Regions from separate parts of the Anas platyrhynchos genome. Here region 1 is linked to region 2. The links are chromatin contacts, called in public Hi-C maps. All regions are on one chromosome and are shown on one strand. The core of a region is the stretch at or near the end of the contact, and the rest is flanking DNA. Distances in the headings are between cores, read along the strand shown. Region 1 holds the start of LOC101804819 (transcription initiation factor TFIID subunit 4). Region 2 overlaps GPI (glucose-6-phosphate isomerase).

Evidence for each region. Hi-C and Micro-C count contacts between places; a contact is called where the count stands out from the background.
Region 1: a contact with region 2 is called in a Hi-C map of skeletal muscle, with 2.3 times the contacts expected there. The contact joins the promoter of LOC101804819 here to the enhancer-like site in region 2. A contact is called at or near these places in 2 of 8 Hi-C or Micro-C datasets (skeletal muscle and subcutaneous adipose tissue).

Annotation. Positions count from the first base shown.
Region 1 is chr12:10,107,020-10,112,684 of IASCAAS_PekinDuck_T2T, forward strand. It overlaps LOC101804819 (transcription initiation factor TFIID subunit 4), which reads left to right and starts at 3,216. Exons shown (of 15, transcript XM_038185293.2): 1 at 3,216-4,465. The coding sequence starts at 3,289. It overlaps LOC140003526 (a long non-coding RNA gene), which reads right to left and starts at 3,215. Exons shown (of 2, transcript XR_011812351.1): 1 at 3,085-3,215; 2 at 1,291-1,834.
Region 2 is chr12:9,986,949-9,992,246 of IASCAAS_PekinDuck_T2T, forward strand. It overlaps GPI (glucose-6-phosphate isomerase), which reads right to left. Exons shown (of 19, transcript XM_072043958.1): 19 at 3,271-4,876. The coding sequence ends at 4,753. Among named protein-coding and RNA genes, the nearest start is that of GPI, 41 kb to the right of the region's middle. Within about 2 kb of position 2,438, at least 3 of the 8 cell types and tissues checked have an H3K27ac peak or open chromatin away from gene starts, as enhancers often do. A contact at or near this core is called in subcutaneous adipose tissue, where this site is marked.

The sequences.
Region 1 (5,665 bases), core at 1,966-4,465, 120 kb after region 2:
ACTTTGAAACACAACAGCAAGCCAGATTTTTCTGGAAGAGCTTGGGTGTTACTAAACAGGAGCTGTGCTAGATTTGTGGAAGTTTCATGCTCATGTAAAACTGTTGGTGAAATCATGGAGGGTCTTAGTGCCCAGGGGCTATTACAGCTATATGTTTCTAGGATGTGGTGGGCTACTGAAAGAGACTGGATGCACATGGCTGTATCAAGTCCATGGGAGACAACTGTTGAAAATCAGCATCTATAACACAGCTCAGAGTAAAGCTACTGTTAAGACAAATAAGGAAAAATATCTTGCCTAAATGATACTTAGGATTCAGGATTGGATTTTTTTCCAGAGGAATTAGAGAATTTTGTCAACCAGCGATGTATAAATGTATTGTAGCATATTACCACAGTATGGCTGTTTCTATACTTGACTTGAAAGGACATTAAAATTTTTTCAGGCTGATGACTGAATAGCAATCTAACAAATCTTGTGGTAGATGTTCTTCTACAGGCAATTTTAAAATAAGATTGGAAGTTTTTGTTTTGTTTTGTTAGAAATATGACTATTAGAAAAATATCAGGAAAAGATCGTATTTGAAGAGGTCACATGAGATCATCACAATGGTTGCTTTGAAAATATTATTCTATACAATTTAGCTCCTAAAAATGAAAAATGAAGAACAACAAATTTATTCAGAAATGTCTTCTGTACTTTTCTGTGATGAAAAGCGTGTGTGACAAAGTGACTTTTCTGTGTGAAAAGTGACTATTTGAGAAAGATTTTTATGACAAAACGAATATGGAAGTTCACAGAGATCCTGAACTTCACAACTCTCAAAAAAGTGCAAGCCAAAAGCCAGTTTCAGCAACAAATTTATATACAATATCATGTCATCAATTTTTGACTTGGCAGGAGTCTACTGTGTATCAGTATGTTTTATTAAATGAAATATTCTATTATACTTCCTTCTGTGTGTTTATATATATAAAAAGGTTGAATTAAGAAGAGGTGAGTGGGAAGAAAGAGGAATTCATGTTTTACTGATTACCCACCCACAAGTGTACTTTAACATTGTAATTAAAAGCAGGTCATTTTTGAAGTTTTGAAAGCTGTAGTATAAATCATGACTTGCCATTTTCCCGTGACAGGATTACTTTTTGTCTTCTAAAGTTGCATAGCAATGAAGATTTCCTTTAGGGTGTTTTTAATGGAGACAAAAGTTTAATGGCGAAGTGTGTTAGAAAAATGTATGATAAAAACATTTTTCACAGTTAGGACTAGATGCAGAATTGTGTGTCTAACTCCATTCTTTCATAAAAACTGTGGAGACAGCAGTATGCAAATTCCAGGTCAGGGCCTAGTAAGTGAAAGAACTGTGACATCCTTTCTGATTTAAAAAATAAATTTGTAAAGTATGGTATGTCTTTAAATGCAGGACAAAGTAATGTTAGATAGACTTTACAAACCTCCATTAATATTCTTTTTGTGCAATAGCAAATCAAGCGATTATCTACTTTGAATCAAATTCCCAGGTAGAAATGTTAGTTAGAATTTTATTCACTTTTAGCCTTCCATAAAAGCAATGCTCATTTATTAAGCAAATTTTTGATGTGTACATCTCCTAAGAACGGTTCTGTACTGTTTTTCACATGTACTACTGTGCATTCACATCTTCCATTTATACATTCCGACTACCCTTTCATGCCTTCATTCTTTTACTGGCCACTTTAAGAAATATGCACTAGTTTAATTTGATTTTTAATGTTTAAACTTACCTAATTAAGCTGGCACAACCTTGTTTGTATATGTGTAATGCATTTTAGAAGTGGTTTATTTCATCACAAACCTGTTTTGTAAAGGAAAAAAAAAACCATGCAATCAGGAAAAACTGCCCTGAACATGTAAACTGCATTGAAAGCCAATGGCTGGTAACAATTAATTTACTAACAGTTTAGTCTTCTGGCTCAAGCCAAGTCATACAATGTATGACTTAACAGACTGAGCCTGGGAATGGAGAACAGTTGTGTGCATGGGTGTGCTGTGAGCTCTTCACTCTTTTCTATTAGCGCATTGTGCACTGAAGGTAGGTCATTCACCAACGCATGTTCTTCTGTTTTGTGGAAAATGAAGAAATCACTAAGAAGTCACTATTTTAGGCCACAGAGTAGCAGCTCAAATACATCCAAGTTTGACATCTATGCTTTTGAAGGCTAGCAGAATCTAAGCTGTTTTCTGCTGGCAGCTCCAAAAATATGTTTTTTTAACCAACTGTGTGCAAGAACATCTTGAATGAACTGTGAACAGTGGTTAGTCACACTAGCAAAACCATTTATTCTGAAGGTCCCATCAGAGAAACTGCCCTGTCATTTGCCAAAGAAATCATGGGTTAAGGCCACTTTTCTTTTTATGTGGCATTTCTAAATGCATGAGGCAAGCACTGATGGGGAAAAGAGTGTATAGAAGACCAATGGCAAAGGTGTTATTAACAGAATAAACTACCTCAAATGTTCAGTGGGGATAGTGAGGGAATGCTGTGGCAAGGCAGCTGCTGCGATGATACAAAGAAGTTGGTTTTGGTTCACGAGTCTTCTGTTAAGTGTCCACATTAGGAATGGTATTACTGTCACCATTCCAGTTGTGGTAAAGCAGTAGTTTGGACATAAGTGTCTAAACCTAAAGCAGACGCAGCAGTGCAGGGTGCAGGTATCCTGCCCGTATCTTAGCACTTCAAACAGCCCCGGTAGCACTTGACGCTGTCTTTGAAGAAGTCAGCGTATGAGGCAGCTGAGCCACTCACAGCCTGCGCGCGGGCTCTCGTTTCTCCCTAAGCGTGTGGAAAATCCTGTGCAGGCTGGAATTACTGTCAGGGTATTACAGCAGCCCTGCTCACAAGGTAACGGGGCAGCGGGACGCTGCAGAGGGCGAGCTCAGCACCCCGAGCCCCAGCAGCCCCTCAGCACCTGCCCAGGGACGCTTCCCGCGGCCGCTCCCTCACACAGCCCCGCCAAACGCACAGCCCCGCCCAGACCGGGCGAGCCGCCGGCCCCTTCCCCACACCCTGCCGCCAGGGGGCCGCGGGGGGGCCGCGGATCTCACCGGGAGCCCCCGAGCCCCGAAGGGAAGGGCCGCGGCGGGGCCGGGCCGGGCGGGATCCCCCCCCTCAGCCTCCTGTCAGCCCGCGGGGCCCCCGCGCCCCCTCCCCCGGCGGCGGGGGTGGGCGGCCCCTCCCAGCCTGCCCCGCGCGCGGCAGAGGCCGGGCGCGCCTGCGTGGTGCGCCGCCGGCTCCCAGCTCAGCGCAAGATGGCGGCGGGCGCCTCGGACCCCCTGGAAGAGATGCTGCTCTTCTCCGAGGAGGTGGACGAGAAGGCGGTCAGCGACCTGGTGGGCTCCTTGGAATCGCAGCTGGCCGGCGGCCGGGGCTCCGCCGAGGCGCCCCAGCCCAGGACCTCCGCCCCGTCCCAGCAGCAGCAGCCGCAGCAGCAGCAGCAGCAGCAGCAGGGGAGCCTAGCGGGGGGCAGCAGCCCCGTCCGGCAGCAGCAAGGGCACCCCGCTCCTCCCCCGGCCCCGGCGGCAGAGGAGGCGGCGGGGCGCCCCGGAGCCGCGGAGAGCCGAGCCCCTGCCCAGGGGCCGCTCCCGTCCCCGTCCCCCCCGGCGGCAGCGGCGGTGTCGGCGGCGGCGGCGGCGGCGGCAGGGCGGGGAGTGAGTGTAAACAGTAGTAGTGTGCAGCAATCACATGGAGCCGCTCTCCTCAGCGGCGGCAGCAGCAGCAGCCCCGCCGCCCCTGCCCCGCCGCAGCCCGCCGGCCCCCCTGCCCAGCCTGTCACCACCACCACCACCACCCACCCCCACGCGGCTGCCCGGGACGCGGCCAGCCCCGGCCCCGGCGGCAGCCCGCCCGCCGCCGACTGCCCGCCGCCGCTGCGAGCCGGAGCCGAGGCCGCGGGGGGGAGCGGGGCGGGGGGCGGCGGGCGGCAGGGAGCCGAGGAGGAGGAGAGCGAGGAGGGCACCGCCGCCGCTGCCTCCTCGACGCCCTCCTCGGTGCTCCCTGGCGAGGCGGCGCCCAACGGGGAAGGCGGCGGTGCCCGGCCGGCGGCGGTGCCCCCAGTCAGCAACCATCAGAGCCGCGGCAGCGCCGACGCCTCCCCGGCGCAGCCCAAGCCCCCACACGGCCCGCTCCCCGCACTAAACGCACTCGGCAACTCCGCCAGCCCCGCGCCCGCCGCCGGCGCTGCCACGCCGCCGGGACAAGGCTCGGTCGCCAACTGCGCCCCGCCGCCCTCCGCCGCGGTGGCGCCCGGCGGCGGCCCCAAGCCCGCGGGCGTCGCCAAGGCGGGCGCTGCGCTCCCCGCCGCCCCCCAGGCGCTGTCCCCCAGGCCGGCGCTGGGCGCTGCCCCCAGGATCGTGGCCCCCCAGCTGATCGTCAGGCCGCCGCAGCAGACCACCATCCAGCTGCCGCCGGGCTTCACGATACCGCCGGGTAAGTGGCAGGGCGGCGGCGGGCTCGCGGCTCTTGGCTGACCCGTGTTCTTGGCCGAGGTTTTTCCAAGTTGCCGATTTCCCGCTGCCCGGGGTGCCGGGAACACGAGAAGAGGCAAGTCTGAAGGCAAGTCCTACCCAAGCGGCTGGCCTTAAGGAGGATGTGATGGGTATGGGACGTGCCGCTCCTGTCATGAGTAGTTGTGGCTGCTGTTGGGTGAGTTACTCCTTTCCTTCTATTAGGGAGAGTGACGGACACGGTAAGTTACTGAGTAATGCTGTGATAACCAGCTGTGCACCACAAAAGTCTGGAATGTGTTAACTAGGAATAATTTTATGTCTGTGTTCTGTGAGAAAACTCTTTCCTATTTTCAGGAAGCGTCTTCAGATGTGAACCAGGTGACCAAACACAGGCTAAATTATCTAATCTAAAACTTTTCATTTCAGCATGTGTGATCGCGTCATTCCTTGCCGCATACGGGCAGTCTGTACATCACTGGATTTTCTTTCTGCCTCTGAAGTAACCCTTAACGTTCTGTTTGTCCACCTTTTAGTTTCTTGATTTTTCTTTATTGAAAATGTAAGTTCAGCAGGTTGCTAACAAACCACCACAGCATCTCTTCATCATGGTGATTCCTTCTTGACTGTGTTTTGCTTATATGGAATTTTGAAGGGTCGCAGTCTGTGCTCCTCTACTTAGATTTTCACATTGCAAAAAGTTGGCAAGTTTGTTACATCTTCTTTTAGGTGGATTAACATTTAAAGTACTTTTTTTTTGGGGCTATTGATATCAGCAGTGTGATAACACCTGGAGATACCGATATCTGAAATAACATATTTCTTTCTCCACATTTCTTAAAATAGTTGATATTTGTTAACCAAGGTAAATAGAGCAAAAATGTGATAGCGTAGAAACTTGCTTTCAAGTAGACTTTTAGTAGTGGTCTGTTTGACCACAGTGTATGAAACTCCAGCTCCAAATTCAAATGCTCCAACTAGATAAAGCTTAGTGGTTCCATGAAGACCTAACTTGAAGCAGATAAGAGCTTAGTTTTTAAAAAAAATGAAATTGTTGCTCTTCAGATTGTATTAGGGACTTTAGCCTTTGATTTGCCATTGTTAATCTGGGATTTCCCTTTGTTAATACTGAAGATAACGTGTATCATAACTTTGCATACTGTTTATAAAGTTCATTGCCTGA
Region 2 (5,298 bases), core at 1,188-3,687:
GCTTGTCATTCTGAAATTTTCTACTATTATGGGCAGCAGCTATATAACCTGTGAATTAAACATGGCTTAGACGATAGATCATCGTAACTCTTCCAACTCCAAATAGTGTTAGAAGGCTAGTGAAGATCAGAACTGATATGGTTATTGACGGAGAGTTATGGAGAACTCCAGTGAGCCTCCATATGAGGCCTTGTACTGTCTCTTCTAATACTGCTTTTCTTAAGTAGTTCAGGAACCACTGCTGCTAGATCACAGACTATCCAGCCAGGGAGCCATGCCAACAGCCCTTTAGTTGTCTATTTTAATATATATAATGGATTTAGGAAATAAAGCAAATGTTAAAAAGACCTATCAGATAATTTATTAGAGAAAAAAGCAATGCTGCATAGAGATTTGTCTGTACAATTAAACAATGCTATGGCTACAAATTCATTTCTTGAAAAGCCTGGAGAGACAGTCCTGAAGTGCAAGCCACCTAAGTTAATGTCACTGAATACAATTTAAAAATAAGTTAGACCAATTATAAATGGAAGTCTTTGTGAAAAGTCATGCTGTTGATTTAAATTTCCAACTCCTACTGAAAAACATATTGTGAAACTTTAACGCTCTAGACTTCATAACTCTGTTGTATACTGTACATATCTACTTAACAATATTTTCTCCAAAATCCATTTCAAGAAAAAAATAGCAACAGAACTTGCTAGAGCAGAATACTTCTAGGAGTATACAAATTTAAGCACTTTCATTGTCATGTTCTTCCAGGCAATATGAACAAATGAAGAAAAATAATTTTTTTACTTGACTAATCTATATAGAATCATGGCTCACCTGCTGAAGCCCTGACACTGCAGATCGGCAAGTGCTTTTTTTTCTTGTAGAACAGCAATGGATTTAATTTAGGTTTTCAGTGCAGCCTGGGAAATTTTACTCATCTTACCTTTCTTCAAGCAGTTCAAGCTCAAACCATTATGATCATTGAGCCTGCAGAAACTCCGCATTTAGTGCTGGATAGTTTGGAAATTAGAACAACCCAACAGATCAGGTAACTGCAAATTGGGCCAAAGGGGATCACATCCATTATAATAAAATTTTCTTCAAACAAAAGCGCAGGTATCTTCGTTGTAATCATAGCGTACAGGCTCAGTCTTTTTAAACCACATAATAATACAAACATTCTTTGTTTACCCTGGTTTCCACACAGCCTATAACAAGTGCATACCCAGTAGGAATACAAGATGAAATTCACATGATTCCCTTTAAAAATATTAAATTATCTTAAGTAATTTCCTTCTCAAGAACTCTTTAAATACATTCATAGATCAATTTTTACTGTGAACATTATTATTATGTAATCGATGTACCATGTTTAACACTTACAGTACAACTGTACATACATACATGTATATCATTGACTTACCTGCGTACACTGACGCACTCCCATACTGTGTTTTCCTGAACCTTCAAGAGAAACGTATTTTGTGGTTAACACACTGGGCTGAGGATCAGAAGATCTTGTTCCAGCTCAAAGGACTGATGAGTTTCTGCTTACTTTAGGCATAGTACTTCCTTTCTAGATAGCTGTCAAAAATATATACAACAAAATATTCTCTTTTCCTCACATTTTCTGTCTCAGTGTAATTCTGTGTTCTCCAGAAGAAAAACCATTTCTGTGTTTCTTGGCCCGTCTAGTAACTTTTATTCTCTCCTGCAGCATAATGATAATGCTGTCTCATCAGGACACTCAGCCACATCCCTTAGTTTCCCAGTCAGAAATGACCAGATTAGGCCTTTTCATTATGCAAACGCTATTCATGAAGAACTCTTGGGGTTTTATTCATGCCTAGCTTGGTACTGCACAAAATTTAAACTGATTCACTGGAGCTGTAGTAGCAGAAACAGCATCTGAAACTTCTCATGTTTTTTTTCTTTCAACATGAGGTTTATCATGGCTGGAGAGGACCAGCAGTGCTGGGTCAGTGCAGGTGCCCAGCATGGCCACCATCCCACCTCCAGCAGTGGTGGTAAGGACATACATGGGGAAAAATGAGGAGGGTGCAAGCCTATAGTACCTTTCTTGGCTCTTACTCTTCAACTCTTGTAACTTAATGCGAATTCCTGAACCATGTGTAGTTTATATGCATTTAGTAATCCTCAAATTACCTTTTCAAACAGTGATCTGTCCAGTGACTCCTCCTGCTTTTTTTTTTTTTTTTTTTAAACTTCAACATCTTCCAGATACTGTCAGGAATCTCTGCAAGTCTACTATTTAGTAAAAAAAAAAAAAAAAAAAAAAAAAAAAAAATGTTGCTCTGAATCTGCCTCCTGCCTGCCCCGTGTGAGGTCTCCAAAGTTCTGGGGATTGTGCCCCCTTCTCTAGGTGTTTTTGGGTTGTTGTCCGACCCTGCTCCCACCCAGCCCTCAAGGCACTCTCCTCATGGCTCCCGTCCAGGCTGGCGCCTGCCTCCCTCAGCCAGGGTTGCAGCACAGCAACGCTTACAAGTTACCTCAGTGGTGTTGGTTTCAGCACCTGCCATTTTTTGTGGAAGAGGGGCTTCAAGCTAAGCATTTGTGCATTTAAAAGGAAAACATTCAGCGAGCAGACTGCCTCACAGACTTGTATGCATACAGGGTTTGCCAGGCAGCCAGTCACCCTCACAGCCGTTTCATCTCCAAAATGCAGCCAGAGTCTGTTCCCTTGTGTTTATTTGTACCTGTGACTGTGCCCTCTGCCCTGCTGAGGGGAGAATCGCCATCAAAGCTGCGTCACTGCCTTTATCCTGCAGTTGGCTGTGGACATTAGGGATTATGTCAGGCAGCAGTCGTTTTCACGCTCCACGAACTCTGATTATCAGGTAATAATTCTGGTATCCAGCCTGATTCACTGGCAAGTCACGGCTAAGAACTCCTCCTGAGCGTTTTACTCGGTCGGTAATTTCACCGCCGGTCAGCAAATAGCGCAGAGAGGAGAGCCCGCCCAGCCGGGCCCTCAGGGCTCGCCATTTCCTCACAGGAGCGCCCGTCGCCAGGTGGCGCCGCGAGCCCGCCTTGCACGCGCCCGCCTTGCACGCGCCCGCCTTGCACGCGCCCGCCTTGCACGCGCCCGCCTTGCACGCGCCCGCCTTGCACGCGCCCGCCTTGCACGCGCCCGCCTTGCACGCGCCCCTTTTTCTGCAAATGATCTGAGTCCTGTCTGCTACCTCAGGGCCTGTGGTGGTGCTGTTTCTGCAGCCATCTTCACGTCCTCCCACAATAAAGAGCTGTTTCACAAGCTTGAAGTCACCACTGCTGGAGTATTGTTTTATTACACACAAACAGTACCACAGTCTTTTTGCTCTTCTGCTTTGTGTTATGAGGTAAAATTTCTGGGGGTAGAAGTCTACAGGAGTAACAGATAACAACACGAGCTACCCAGCAATACCACCAGGATCATGCAGGATGTCACTTCACACGTTACCTCTTAACAAACTGTGAGGAGCTGAGATGCAGGAACTGTTACAGAGCTAAAGGAAAGTTTTAAAACCTTTTGTGAAAATATTTTAACTCCCTCTGGTGGGCTATTTGTGGCAGTGCTTTATAATGGTGATCAAGAACATAGCACCACTGTACTGTTCACAGTATGAACGTAAAATTCCAATTTAAGCAGACATTGTTAACCTCATGAAGGAGTTCTTAGTGTGTCGTATCAGTAATAACAAGGCTGCTGCTGCCGCCAATTCATTGACTGACAGCAAACATGTACAGTAGGAGTTGCATGTTCAGACTTTCTTGTCACTGTATGAGAACAACAGTTATTATCTTATTTTTCCCTTCCACGCTTGTGTCTTACCTTTATTAGAGGTGTTTGGAACAATAGCCACAGCATGCTACTCTACTAACAGAGAGGAGTAAGAGGGGTAGAGAATTAGAGGATAAGCAACTCATTCACAAGCAGTCACATTGTTCTCTAGTCAGACTTCTGTTAAGAGTGATGGAGATTTAAGACTGAAATAGAGTTAAGACTGAAATAAGCCATCACTTGAAGGTACCAAAATACATTGCTGCAATTAATGCCAATCTTCAGCTTCACATAGTTTTCCAAACTTTCCAGAGCTCAATACATCACTGTCAGTCCAGGAATATTCCTGCTTTTTGAACAGCTGTCTGTGCAGAGCTTTCATGGCTTCTGGACAAAATCAATACAGACCTACCAAAAGTGGCAAACTTTACATAATAGTACTAAAACATCTGCATCTTGCTCAGACACATTAACATAAAACCTGAAAAATTTATAGCCATGGATTACTCTATTCTTTGAACATACTTCTAGCTTATAGCAGACCCAGTCCAAGGCAATGACATACTCAACAAGCTGGTGCACTTGACTTTAGAGAACCTTACACACAGTAAGAGAAGTGTTACTGGGTCTGCGTTTTAAAGATACAGAAAAAAGTGAAGAAGTTTTACTCATCCATCATATCTTTTATTTCCTAATATCATGTGATCATCTTTAAGGAAGTTGACGGATAAGAAGTGAGGAACATACCAGCTGCACTTTACAGATCAACAACCACAAAAATAGAAAGCAACTATACAATCTCTTGGTTTCACAACTAGTTTTCATTGGTAACACTTGACGCAACAGGATTAACTGCAACAAGTGAAGAAGCTATGTCGGTAAAGTGCTATTTTTGTTAAAAGTGGCTAAAAAAGCACAACTACAACAGACTTAAGTATTCGGTCGTTAGATTGTCGATGTCCTCGGAATCTTTCACTTCAGGCTCTGTGTTTTTTGATGAAATTGATGAGCCCATTTGTTGAGCTATCATGAGATGTCACTGGAGCATCTGACTCCAGTTCAGGCTCAATTTTCTTGGCAAGTTGTTTTCCAAGCTCAACTCTGCATTTAAAGAAGTATGAGAACAAAAAAAGCAGTATTAGTACTAATTTAAGGTGTGTTAAGAATAGGTGCCAGTAAAAAGAAACATGACAGTTAACATTATGGCTGACCAAATTAGTTATTGTAGTGCCATTCACAAACTGGGATTCTCACAAGTACAACTGCCTAGCTGAACAAACAGCTCAAATTACACAAGATCTCTAACGAGAAAGCTTTGTTTTATGTACTCTTTCTGCACTGTAACTCCCTTTCAGTACTCATTTATGTTATGCAGCCTGCTGCAGAGCAGAGGGCATTCAGCATGCTCCTGATTCACCATTAAATACAGTATCAAAATACTGACTTGCAGCACCACGATAATGAATAAAAACAGCCAAGCTCTGGGACTGCAAGCTTTCTTCAGCACTACAGAGGGCTATCCA